2 separate regions of the Mus musculus genome follow, and region 1 is linked to region 2. Evidence: chromatin contacts called from public HiChIP or PLAC-seq data. All regions are on one chromosome and are shown on one strand. Each heading gives the region's core, a stretch centred on a gene start, on an enhancer-like site or on the middle of the called end of the contact. The rest is flanking DNA. Distances are from core to core; before and after follow the strand shown.

Region 1 (6,448 bases), core at 2,858-5,357, 910 kb before region 2:
CAGCTGCTGCAGCTGTGGCAGCAGGAGGGCCAGATGTCAGCTTTTTGCCAGCCAGAGGGAGAAAAAAGGGAAAAAACTGAGATGCCCTGGGGGGTGGGGGGGAGAGGCAGAAGGCAAGAGGAGACACATGGACAGGGCAGTGTCCCCTGCCCACCTCCTGCCAGGTGCCTTTGCAAGCTCTGCAAAGCCCCCTAAATCTGGACAGGCAGCCTCTGCCCACCTTCCCTGATTTCTCAGAGTTTGAGGTCAGAGTAGTGAAAGCTGAGAAGGCAGGAGCCCCAGGAGCCCCAGTGGGGTCCCTTCTTAAGGGGGAGTAAGACAAGGGGAGTCCTGAGCACTGTCGCTGCAGACTCCCAGCCCCCCACCAAACCTCAGACACTTTCCATTTTCTCAGGAACAAAGCATGCTTGTGGGATGAGGTCACCAACACTGCCGCCTCTGGAACAGGAGCAAGAAGAATGGGGGGGCAGTGAAATGGGGTTCCCAGTCTCTTGTGCTGGCCAATTCCAGTCTCCCCCGGCCCCAAAGTCAGAGTTCTCCAGCTCCACCCTACTCCACTTTGAAGCAAGCTCTCAAAGGGCTGGGTAGTGAAGAAGATCCCCGCAGGGCCCACAGGGTGGGGATGCTGTCCTTGTCGCACAGGAGGCTGGAGGAAGTTAAAAGGGGTGGGGGGGATGCACAGAGGAACCTACCATCCCCCTTCTCCATGGCTGCCCTGGCTTAAGATGAAGGAAAGGCAACACACACTACACACACACATACACACACACACATACCCGCTCAGCAAATACAGGAAGTTCTCACCAAACACCTTGGTCTGCCTTAGAGTTCAGACTTCAGGCAGCAACAGATGTCCCAAACCTGAAGGGCTCACCTCTTTGTGGCTTATGAGTTTGAACTTTCCCTTCAACAAGGAGGGAGAACACCTGGTTCACACCCAAAGCAGGACATAAGGCGACCAAAGTGGGAGTCTTCAAAGTGGAGAGTCCTCAGGTAGCGGTCATGCTGAAGGGTGGAGAGAGCCCCTCCTTCTCTCTCCCCTGTCATTCAGGTCCTGGTTTCCTCTGGCCCAGCATCTGAGGACTGCCTGGGCTGTTAGCCACTGGACAACAGACAGCAACACAGGTGGCCTGTGGCCATGTGTCCACTTGTGAGCCCTTCCTTCCGGGCTTGGCTAGCAGGAGCGGCAGCAGCTACCTTCCCAGGCCCAGGCTGGCCCTGGATCCACCCCCTCAGAGCCAGTCACCACAATGAGATGAGGCACCCCAAATAGGGTATGGGTGTGTCTTCTGCTTCCTCCCAGAATCTCCCAGTCCCTATGTCTCTAATGAGGACAGAGTGAAGGGCACCAAGGCCCACTTGTCTCCTATCTCCTCCCAACCCCCCTTCCCCCCACAATGCCTGGCAAGGCTGGGGGACTAAAAGGGTGAGCTAGGAGACAGTTTGTATTCCTGGGAGCAGGTGGGGGGTGGGGGAGTGAGGGGGCTGGAGGGGTGGGGAGGTGAAGGGGTAGAGGAGTGGGGGGGTAGGAGGGTGTGGTTTAGAGAAGACAGTGGCTCTTCCAAATGACCCCAATCTGCTATTTCCACGAACACACATTATCTCCATACCTGACTTAAGTAAGACAGACAGACAGACAGACAGACAGACAGACACACACACACACACACACACACACACACACACACACACACACACACACAGGGCTGGAGAGATGGCTCAGCAGCTAAGAGCACTGACTGCTCTTCCAGAGGTCCTGAGTTCAAATCCCAGCAACCACATGGTGGCTCACAATCGCCCGTAATGAAATCTGATGCCCTCTTCTGGTGTGTCTGAAGTCAGCTACAGTGTACTTAAGATATAATAAATAAATATTAAAAAAAAAAAGACACACACACACACACACACACACAGAGTGAACTTCTCAGAGCTGAGTGGCAGGATATCTTTCTGTATGGTGTCCAGTGGATAACAGCTTGCTTGAGTCACAAAAAATACACCTGACTTGAAATCCTGTGACCTTGGGTATACAGTTTTCATTCCCTGAGAGTATAGGTGCAACCAGTTAAATGAGATACTATTACTACCTCCCTCTCCTAGGACAGCTGTCAAGCTAAAATGTGATAATCCCCATGACAGCTTCTGTAATAAGTCTGTAGTAAACGCTAATCACTGTAAGTAAACGCTAGTCACTTGTATTTTTACAACAAGCCCCTCAACTCCTACTGGAGCCAAACAGTGGTAGTCTCAGGTAGGCCCGAAGCAAGAGTTAACCTGGGATGTGACCTTGGGAGTCTTAGTGAAGTCTGAGGGAACCACTGGTACACATCGTAAGCTCTAGCCCAGCCAGTGGGATACCAGGGTGGGGTGGGGGGGACTTTAAAGACCTTAGAGATGGTTAGTTCCCAGGAGCACATACTTGCTAGATTCCTTGTCATCTACAAAATACACACCCCACGACCACTGCATCTCAGCTTACGAAAAGGAAGGACAGAGTATAGGTCCCCTTTAGAGCTCAGTACAAGATACCAGGGGCAGGCTAGGGGCATGGCCAAGGCTGTTCAGCAATTGGAGCAGAAGTGTCCTATCCATCAGAGGGGAACTCTGCCTAGAAATGCTTTGGTAGTGGTGGAAGGGGCAGTCATCCTTTGGGGGGGAGGGAGGGCGAACAGGAGATACACTAGAGCTGGCTGTCTTCCCCGGCTGCCAGCCTGCCATTGGAAGACACCCAGAAGTCTTTCCAATTACCCATGCCAACTGCTCAACCCTTTAGTATATCCCCCTTCCCCGCCTCCCGCAACCCCCCCCCCCCGCCCATCCCAAGTCCAGGAGGACCCTGGCCAGACCCCACAGCTGTAACTCAGAGAAGACCCCTCCCCCTTGACAAGAGACTTAGGGGAGAAATTAGAGCCCCCCCCCAACCAGGCACCAATCCCAAACTCTCCACTGCCCCTCTTCCCCACAGGGCCTGGAAGTCAAAGCAGTTTAGGGCGAAGGGAGCAGATCCTGCAGCTGCTCCGAGAACAGGAGAGGGACATTTCATTCACCCCAGAGTCCCCTAGGGCTGAAGCAGAGCGTCCAAGATTTGAGTTTAAAAATAAGTTGGCGCTGTCTTAGTGGCTGTGTGTGTATGGGGCTCTCTCTCTCTCTTCAGCTCAGCTTTACAGCCTCAGGTCCTCTGCCTCCTGGGGGATGGGCTGGCTAAGAGTCAATTTCCCCCTAGCCTTGCCTCCACCCTTTCAAGCCTGGGGCAGCTGTCAGTGAACACACTAGGTGTCTCTCCTCAGCGAACTCTAGCCTCCACTCCGTACCTCTCAGTACCCTTGAGCTTAGTCAGTACCCGTCTTTGTGTTTGGGTGAAGGTGTTCCTGTATCTCTGGAGCTGTGTCCCAGTAGGGCCTCCACTCTGGGGATCTCTATCCCTGTTCATATCCAAGTCTTGGTCTCTCTCGACGTCTCTATGTCTCTGACCTGAGAGTCTCTTTAGGCCTCCGGGAGGCAGATTTAGCGCTAGTCTAACAAGCTCCAGCCTCGGGGCCCTCCAAGGCCCTGGGAAGGGTGCTAGCAATGAGTTCCCTGGGGCCATACATTTGCTTCTTAAAATGCTCCCCAGAACCCGGGTCCCCGCCGTGCCTCGAGAAGTTCATCCGGCCATTCTCTGCCCTCGTTGGAGTGGTCCCGGTAGCCTCCTGGGGCGCGCGTCCTTGTCTGTTCTACCAGGCTCCCTAAGAGCCTCAGTTTCTCCAACCCTGCTGATCTCTGTAGCTTTTCTAGTTCAAACTTGGTCCCCACCCCTTGCAACTCTGGCGGTCCCCGCCCGGCCGGGAGGCGCGGAGCGGTGGGGTCCGTGCAGGCGCGTGGGGTCCCGAATTCGGGATGCCCCAGCAGAAGACAGGGGTGAGGGGCCCAGAGAGCGACCCTGGTCCGAGCGCAGCTGGGGCGGGGGACTCTCACCTCGAAGCGGGCGCGGGAGCTGGGCGCGCGCGGCGTGGGTGGGGCGGGAGCCGATCGCCCGGCGGCTCCTACCTGTGGGCCAGGCGGAGGGGGGCCGAGAGAGCAGCGGCGAGGTAGCCGGCTGCGACTGACTGTGTGGGCGAGTGGGCGCGCGGCCCTAAGCCTCCGAGGAAGTGCTCGGGCCCGCCCCGCCCGGACCCCGCCCCCGGGCCCCCAACCCGCCCGCAAGGGCCAGACCCCGCCCCCTCCTGCCTGCGGCGAGCCCAGCCCAGTCGAACCTGGTGCTCTGACCTCCTCGACCACTCCTTGCTCGCCCCCTGCAGCTTAACCCGCCTCCTGCGCCCTTCGGACCCCGGGGGACGGCTGGAAGCGATCTCAGGCCAGGGGTGCAGAGCTCCTAGGACTAGCTAGAGTCCATCTGGAGACCAGACCTCCCTTCCTCTTTTCCCTCTAGCTCATCCCCAGATGTTACACTAAACCTTAGCTTGGGAAGGAGGCCTTAATCCAGCCGGCTGGAGGCGTGGTTTTGATTCTGCCTTACCAGCGGAGATCAAGGTTTTTTTTTTTTTTCTAGAAACTTGGGCTAAAGAGAGCGAGCCTTTATCCTCCTCAATTTCAAAGGGCTTTATTCTATAAGCGACTGGCGAAAGCACAGGCAACAACCTCCCCATCCTCAACTGTGCCCTGGCACTGAGGTTTCTATAGTGCCCAGGAATAGTTTTGACCTTTGAGGCTCAGGGAGACCCTAATCCTCGGCCTCCCTGGCTTTGGGTTTCTCGAGAGGGTGTGTGAACAGTGCGAGTGGTTGGTGCAGGCAGGGGTGGTTAAGAAGGGAGGGAACTTGTGCAGTTTTTGATCCTCCAGCTTCTACCCTATTCCGGGAAGGGAGGACTAGTGTCTGCCAGGGACACGAGGCCCATCCAGGTCCTTGAGGCCACCCCCCTTGGGATCCTCAGGCTTGTCACTAGGAATAAATAGCCTTGATCTGGAGGGCGGGGTGGGGGTGGGGGAGCTCTGTTGTGCTGTTTGCAAAACAAGAGACAACAAACTAACCCTGGTAATAACCTTTGCGTCTCGGGGATGATTCAGATGTCCAGAGAGGCCCCCCCTAATTCAAGGCTGCATCCAGCCTTGCTAGCATTTTGGGGATTAAGACCCTTCAAGGCTGGTGTGGCGCCTTCCCTTCTGTATCAGGGGTCTGGTTGCTAGGTCCTAAGACAGCCTCTAGGCCAGGTTTTCTTTCAGAGTTAAAGGATTGCTTAAATGTTGTTGATTCTTAAATTGCAAATGCCACGAGGGCAGAGGTTGGGTCGGTTTTTTTTTTTTTTTTTTTTCACTACTGCATTCCCAGTATCTACTCCAGTGTTTGACCTGCAGTAAATGAGGGATGAATGTCACACACTGCTTTCATTTGGACCCCCTGCCACTCCCTGCCAGGCACCTACTATCAGACAGTCTGAGGGTGAGCCCTTCCTCTGGGACTTGTCTCCCAGGTCTAGGGAGCTCTATGTACAGGAATGCAGGAAACACTATCATTCCTGGTTGGAGTAGACAGCGAGAGGGGTCTGTCTGTCCTGACCTGAAGTGGGGACAATGGTGGGAAACTGTACTGTCTAGTTTTGTGTCAACTTGACACAATCTAGAGGTGTTTGTTTGTTTGTAAGGAGGAAACCTCAATTGAGAAATGCTTCCATAAGATCAGGATGTAAGAAAGCCTGTAGGGCATTTTTCTAATTAGTGATTGATGGAGGAAGAGCCAGCCCAGTGCCATGGTGGGTGGTGCCATCCCTGGGCTGGTGGTCCTGGATACCATAAGAAAGCAGACTGAGCAAGCCATGAGGAGCAAGCCAGTAAGCAGCACCCCTCCATGGTCTCCACATCAACTCCTGCCTCAAGGTCCCTGCCCTGTTTGTGTTCTTGTCCTGACATCCTTCAGTGATGCACTATGATGAAGTAGAAGTCAGATAAACCGCTTCCTCTTCAGCTTGCTTTTTGGTCATGGTTTCTTCCCGGCGATAGAAACTATAACTAGGGCAGAGCCTTCAGGAAAGGAAGAGTTGTTAGTGAGCAGTAAAGGTGCTTCATCTTGGGGTCTTTCTTCTTTTTTTTATGACTTGAAGTGCTATTGAAGGCCTTTACCAAGAGCCAAAACTCTGAGCTTCCAGTTTGCACCATTCCCTAAATACTTCACATATATAAACTCATGTAATTATCCAATAAACACATACATATATATATGGTGTATATCTGGGTGGTTTGTGTGTATGTGGGCTCACATGTGCATGCTAGTGCTAGTGTACCTGTGTGCTTGTGTCAGAGGACAACCCTCTGGAGTCAGTTCTCTTTAAAAATGCAATAGGGGTGTGGGGGCTAGAGAGATGGCTTGGTGCATGAGCCTGCTTGCTGTTAGCTTTCTAACACCATGACCAAAAGCAAGTTAGAGAGCCAAGGGCTTATTTCAGCTTACAATTCCACATTGCAGCGGCTCAAGGGA
Region 2 (6,734 bases), core at 1,394-3,893:
TTTACATCTCTCCTTCACTGTGGATGTGTCAGAGCCACACTGCATGGTGGAAGTGAAGGGCCCTCTAATGTGGCTCACCAACCTCTGCTGTGTCCGGGATGCTTTCTTTGCAGACTGTGGGCATCCTTAAGTACAAGACTTCTGTTGTAGCCATTTTGCATCCTTATTGCACAGTCTAAGGAATGCACAATTGGATATTGCTTAGCTTCATCTACTCACAAAAGACTCACTGACGGAGCATTTTTATAGCAAGAGCATAGAAGGTACACTGTTTATGTAACAGTGCAGACACTATCTGGACCCTTGGTTTTGTTCACTTGAGACAGGGTCTTGCTGTGCAGCCCTAGCTGGTCTAGTATTTACTATGTACCTCAAGGCAGCCTCAAACTCACAAAATCCTCCTGCAGCCACCTCCCAGTGCAGGAACTACAGGCATGAATCATCAAGCCAGACTAATTACCCCCCTTTGGGGTCCTTTAGGTCTCCTAGGACAGATAGAGCACATGAATGAATGAATGAATGAATGAATGAATGAGGAACAACTACAAGCATGTCTCCTGCCACCTGAGTGAAACAGCTCAGAACAGAAGTGATTATGACGCCTCCCTCTCTGTCCTCTATACAGAGACTTTGAAAGACTTCAGGGACTGAGCAGACAGCGTGAATTCTGATCCACAAACCTGAATCCTGGATCCATTATGTATTGGCCTTAGGGAAAGCCTATGGGGATGAGAGTAATATAGCAGAGTTTCGATGCAATGAATCTTTGTGTTTGGTTGGTTTGGTATCTGAGGCAACGTCTCTCTGTGCAGCCCAGACTGGCCTTGAACTCCGCCTCCTGAATGATGAGATTACAGATACCCACAAGCCCAAGACCACGCACTGAAGATGGCTAAGTGCCAGATCCAACTGGGACTGAGGGACGAGAGGCAATCACCACTTGTTGGGGAAGGGGTGTCACTTTCTTCTGTAGTGTGTCATAGATAATTGGTCTTTTTGACACTAAATAAACCCCACCCCCACTCAGCAAATAACTGAACTCAGGAAGCCACACACTTGATGTAAAAGGGACATTCACTGACAAGAATACCAGTGGGAGGAAGGGGGGTAGGGTGTGTGAAACTGGCTAAAATATATTTCATTAATGTTCAAAATTGTCAACAAATATTTAATGGGGAAGGAAGGCTGGGAGTGATAGCATATTGGGAAGGCAGAGGCAGGAGGATCTCTGGAAGTTCAAGGCTAGTCTAGTTTACACAGTGAGTTCTGCCAGCCCAGATAACATAGTGAGACCCTCTTCCAAAAAGAAGTAATAAAATAGAATCTTCTTAAGTATGGAAGGAGAATAATGTCTCTGACAGATCTCAAGTCAGAAACGGCATCACCGTCTGGTCCCAGCCCTGGTCCAGGGTTTGTACATCCAGCCAGAGGCCCGTCTCCTTCCTTCACATCTCTGGCCTCCCACTCCCTAGAGCACCTGCCTCCACTACTCAGTTCAATTTACAAGCCACCTAGACACTGTCAAGGCCAGGGTTTGTCTTCTCTATCTTTACAAGCTTACTGCAAGGAAGGTGCCAGTTAGGGAGGGGCAAAGAAGAAGAAAGCACAGATGTTTATCCAGGCCCCACTGTGAGCTGACCACCCAGCCTGCCCTGGATTCACATAGTTCCTTATTATCTTTAAAAAACAAACAAACAAACAAATCCAGGCCCTTACAGATGAGGATGCTGAAGTCCAGGAAGTAAAGAGGAAATGAAGGGTCAGCAGTCCAGGTTTGTAACTCCTGCCATGCCCCGCTGCCTGCCTGTCAGCTTGTAGATACGTGTGGATAAATTTCAACTTTTTTATTCACAGCAGGAAGGACATGTTCCTCCCTTCAGACAACTGATGTGTGTGCTCAACTAATGAGTAAACAAATGGCCAAGAATAAAAGACCGATTGCTTGAGGTAAATCCCTTAGGTGCCCATAGCAGGAAGGAGGAAGTCACAGCAGAGCTGCCGTGTTGGAAGAGCTGAAACCTCTACCTGCCAATCTCCAGGGCAGAGGAGGTAGAGGCTGGGGAAGCCCAGGTAGTTTCTGGCTCAGATGGTGATACAGACGATTACCAGTTCAGTTATAGGTGTGGCTGACATGTCTCACACACACACACACGCACACGCACACGCATACGCACACACACATACACCACCATTCCTCCCGCCCAAAACAAAAATAAAAATAAGCCCTGGGAGTCTGAGGATGCTGGGGAGAAAGTAATGAAACAGTGCTTGCTTGAACCTTGCAGCGAGGTGGCAGGATTAAACTCCCAGGTCGGCTCTCCTTCCACTTCCAGGGCGCTGCCAACTTTGAAAAGTTTCAGAACCCGAAGCAGACATTCTAGGTTCTTCCGGAAGGTTGACTCTGGAAGCATTAATCTTCCTTCCCCTCGCTGACGGTCAGCAGGTTTAGGGAGCTACCTAGAATTTCTGCCACCAGCTTCCTGCTTCAGCATTCGGCCTCCCACCGCCTTCCTCCCCCCATCCCCCAATCCACCCCTGCACCTTACCTGGGGAGGCCGAGGCACAGTGGTCCCACACTGCAGTCGGATCTTGCACTTCAAGCAGCCAACGGAGCTGCCTGGAGGCCCGAGCCGCAGCCTGCCAGGCTCTCCTCCCGCCCTCCCAGAACTAAAATTGTCCAGACAGGTTCCCAAGGAGGAGGGAGCCAGAGGAAATCCCCTCCCCTGGTGGCCTGGCCTAAGCCGGGCCAGCCTGCTAGGCAGTCTTCCCTGGGTTGGCCCTGGATGAATGAGTCCTGGCCTCCTCCTACTTGGGTCTGTGCCAGGGAGCCTGTGACAGCCACCCTGCTCCTTCTCCTGGGCTATTCATGGCTCCTCCTTGTCCTGCCGTCCTGTATGTGACTGAGTCCCACGTGTTGTGTTGGTTCTCAGGTCGGCCTCTGGGAAAGGTCTGCTCTGGTAGGTCTCAGTTACTTTCCATGGGATTGTCCTGGATCACACTCTAGTGTGCCCCAGGCCTGGTACTTTACAACAACTGAGTAATTTGATAGCCTGGTCACAAGCTCCTAGGCTCTGCACACAAACTGGATGTACCTTAGCCCCTGTACAATGGGTTTGCCAGTCTCTGATTAGCCATTCAAAGTGTGCCAGGTCCTGAGAGCAGAAAAGTAGGTTAACCTGGTGCCTACCCTCCTGTACTGGCAAGCCAAAGAATAAAGTCTGCCACTAAAGGTTTGCCTAAGATCCTGGCAGCATGATCAGGGAGGACTTCCCTGCGTAGGACAGTTCTAGGGAAAAAAAATTTCGGAGATAGCATAGAGGATAAGCAAGCCACTCAAGTTCAGAACTATGAGCAAGGAGTATCATGCCAGGAAGGGCCTTACAAGGCTTGCCGAGAAATATTCAGACTTTACACTATAGACATGGAAGGACTCAGAGAGAGCTTAAACATGAAGTCAGACTCAGAGTGTGTTTATTTTCTGTGCTGGGGATAGAACCAATGGGCAACTGCCCTACCACTGAACTAGACCCTCAACTTCAAGTGACATTTATGTGTACAGGTTTGAACCTGCTTACCTGTATATGGACTCTGTGTGTGTGTGTGTGTGTGTGTGTGTGTGTGTGTGTGTGTGTGTGTAATGTGCCTGCAAATGCCAGAGGCTGGAGGAAGATATTAAATTCTCTGGATAATGAATGCCTAATCCAAAGAACTGACCAGGGCTGTGTATAAAGGAAGGCACAGAGTAAGAGATGTTGTGAAGAGGAAGGTAGAATATGGTGGCACATGCCTATTGTCGTGAGGCATCCACCAGAGAAGAATGCTTGGACATGGGTTTAAGCCAATGCAAAGTCTTTATTAGCTGGCCAGCAACTACACTGGGTATTTGGGATCCCAGTGTAGCAATGAGCCTTTCTCGGGATGAAATTTTAAGCGCAAAAAAACCATATCCTGGGTTGACATACTTCTGTTAACAAGAGCAGTTAAGCTAAAAGTAGAACTACAGAAGAAAAAAAAAAGTTTGTACATTTAGAGACTGTCCACAGCTATGGACTTTGATGGACTAGATCTTCTTCTTTTTTTTTTTTTTTTTTTTTTGGCCAGTGGTGCTGGCTACATGCTGAGTTTTATGGCCCATCCGCCACTTCCATCATGGAGTCAGTTGTGTTAAGGTCTGGGGTCCTTTACACCTATTATCCTAACACTTAGGATATAGAGGCAGGAGGATCACAATTTTGAGGCAAACCTTGACTAAATAATAAGAGCTTGTCTCAAAAGAAAAAAGGAGCTAGGAGATAGAGCTCAGAGGTAAAGCAGTTGCTGAGCACAAGTGAGGCCCTGTGTTTAATGCACACCAATATAACAAAAAGAAAAGAAGCAAACAACAACAAAAAAAAAGTTAAAATTGTAGCTCTGGGGGTTGGAGAAGATGGCTCAGAGGTTAAGAGCACTGGCTGTTCTTCTAGAGGACCTGAGTTCAAGTCCCAGCAACCACATGGTGGCTCACAATCATCTGTACAGCTACAGTGTACTCATGTAGTGGCGATTCCTGGTTGTCAACTTGACTATATTTGGAATGAACTACAATCCAGAATTGGAAGGCTCACCAGTGACCCTTATCTGGAGGCTGAGAGATAGAAGTTTCTGATCTGGATCTTGGTATGGGGATCTTGAGGCATAGTGACTATGGATTCCAGAAGATTAAATCTCCGAGTTCAAGGTCATCTGGGATTAAAAGTGTGGTGGAACACACCTTTAATCTGGGCTACACCTTCTGCTGGAGACCATATAAGGACATTGAAAGAAGGGAGTCTCGCTCTCGCTCTTTCGCCTGCTTGCCTTGTGGGACTGAGTAACTGATAGATCCTTGGGCTTCCATTCACAGCCACTACTGAACCATTGTTGGGAATTGGACTGCAGATTGTAAGTCATCAATAAATTCCTTTACTATATAGAGACTATCCATAAGTTCTGTGACCCTAGAGAACCCTAACTAATACAACTCATATACATAAAATAAATGAATAAATCTTAAAAAACAAACAAACTCCACTTCAGAGAATTCAACGCCTTACTCTGGCCTTCACGGGCACCAGGTGTGCACAAAGTACACAGACATACATTCAGGCCAAACACCAACACACATAAAATAAATAAATAATATTGTAGCACCGATGAACTTAATGTGTAAGGGAAGAGTCTGGCTTGCTAGGATGAATCCCAGGTGTGATGTCAATTTTGGTTGCCAACTTGACTACATATCATTAAAACCCAAAAATGGCTCTGGATACCTGTGAGGGACCTTTGCTTCACTAAGTCATTTCTGCTGGAAGCCTGTATAAAGGACATGAAAGAAGGAAGCCTCTCTCTCTGTCTGCTTGTCCTTGCCCCTTGCTAGCAAATCCATTCCCTCCACTGGCATTAGAGCCTATGTCTTCAGGATTCCAGTGTATACTGAAGACCAGTGGAGGCATCCAGCCTGTGGACTGAACAACTACTGGATTCTTGGACCTTCTGTTCATAGTTAGTCATTGTTGGGTTAGCTGGACCATAGCCTGTAAATAATTTTAATAAAGCCATATATATATGTCCTATAAGTTCTGTTACCTAGAGAACCCTGACTAATATACCAGATTTCCAACCTGAATAACCCTGTAGTATGTATGTATGTATGTACGTACATATGTATGCTTGTATGTGCATGTGTTATATGGTACTCATGGGAAAAATCACTACTGAAGGGAATGGACTCAGTTCTGGACTGGTAGTTTCCAAAATACCTGTTACAAAGTACAAAGGTCTGGGAAACAGTTGCTCCAGGAAAAGATAACCTGTGCATCAGTGCAGGGCCTAACAGGAAGGAGAGGGTACATTCAGTCAGAAAGAAGGGAAACTAGGGAACAAGTCTATTGCAGGGGCAGGAGAAATGGCTTAGTGGGTAAGAGTGTTTACTGCTCTTGCAGAGGAACCAGTCTCTTCTTGGCACACCAGACAGGACACAACCACCTGTAACTCCAGTTCCAAGGGTTCGATGCCCTCTGACCTCCAGTTCCAAGGGTCTGATGCCCTCTGACTTTTAAGGGCATCTGAAGGCATATGGTGCACACAAACTCATGCAGCTACACATACATGATAAGAAGATAAATAATTTTACAAGTTTATTTACAGAGATCAGGGAAGGGGAAAATGAGCAGCTAAGAGCTGTTGAAGATCCAGGAAGCAGCATCCATCAGTGGGAAGCCTGGACCACCTCTGTGCCTCCAGGGACAGTGAGTGGAGCAGCAGTGTTTACACTGCAGTGGAGCTGATGACAAGGTTATAAGGGATGCTACAGAGGTAAATGGTCACTGATGGAGTAGGCAGGACCAGGGAAATTGTACCCTGACCACTTCTTTTTTTTTTTTTTTTTTGGTTTTTCGAGACAGGGATTCTCTATGTAGCCCTGGCTGTCCTAGAACTCATTTTGTAGACCAGGCTGACCTCGAACTCAGAAATCCACCTGCCTCTGCCTCCCGAGTGCTGGGATTAAAGGTGTGTGCCACCACCACCCAGCCCCCCGACCACTTCTTACTCTCACCTTCCTAGTCCCCATTTCTCTTGTTGGCCCCTGCTCCTCAAGACACAGCACACCCTAAGAATGGGTGGGGGTCTCAAGAGACAGCAAATACTTGAGAAAATAGAAATTTAAGAGTTACAGGGGGCTGGCGAGATGGCTCAGCGGGTAAGAGCACTGACTG

The links. HiChIP or PLAC-seq counts read pairs in DNA pulled down with a chosen protein or histone mark.
Region 1: an H3K27ac HiChIP or PLAC-seq map of stem cell-derived neural progenitor cells shows a contact between it and region 2, with 4 times the contacts expected there. The contact joins the promoter of Fhl3 here to the promoter of Rhbdl2 in region 2. A contact is called at or near these places in 2 of 39 promoter capture datasets (embryonic stem cells and hippocampal neurons) and 2 of 115 datasets of contacts at active chromatin or transcription factors (astrocytes and stem cell-derived neural progenitor cells).

Annotation. Positions count from the first base shown.
Region 1 is chr4:124,698,358-124,704,805 of GRCm38.p6, reverse strand. It overlaps Fhl3 (four and a half LIM domains 3), which reads right to left and starts at 4,107. Exons shown (of 6, transcript NM_010213.3): 1 at 3,955-4,107.
Region 2 is chr4:123,783,784-123,790,517 of GRCm38.p6, reverse strand. Rhbdl2 (rhomboid like 2) reads right to left here and starts at 2,643. Exons shown (of 8, transcript NM_183163.2): 1 at 2,547-2,643.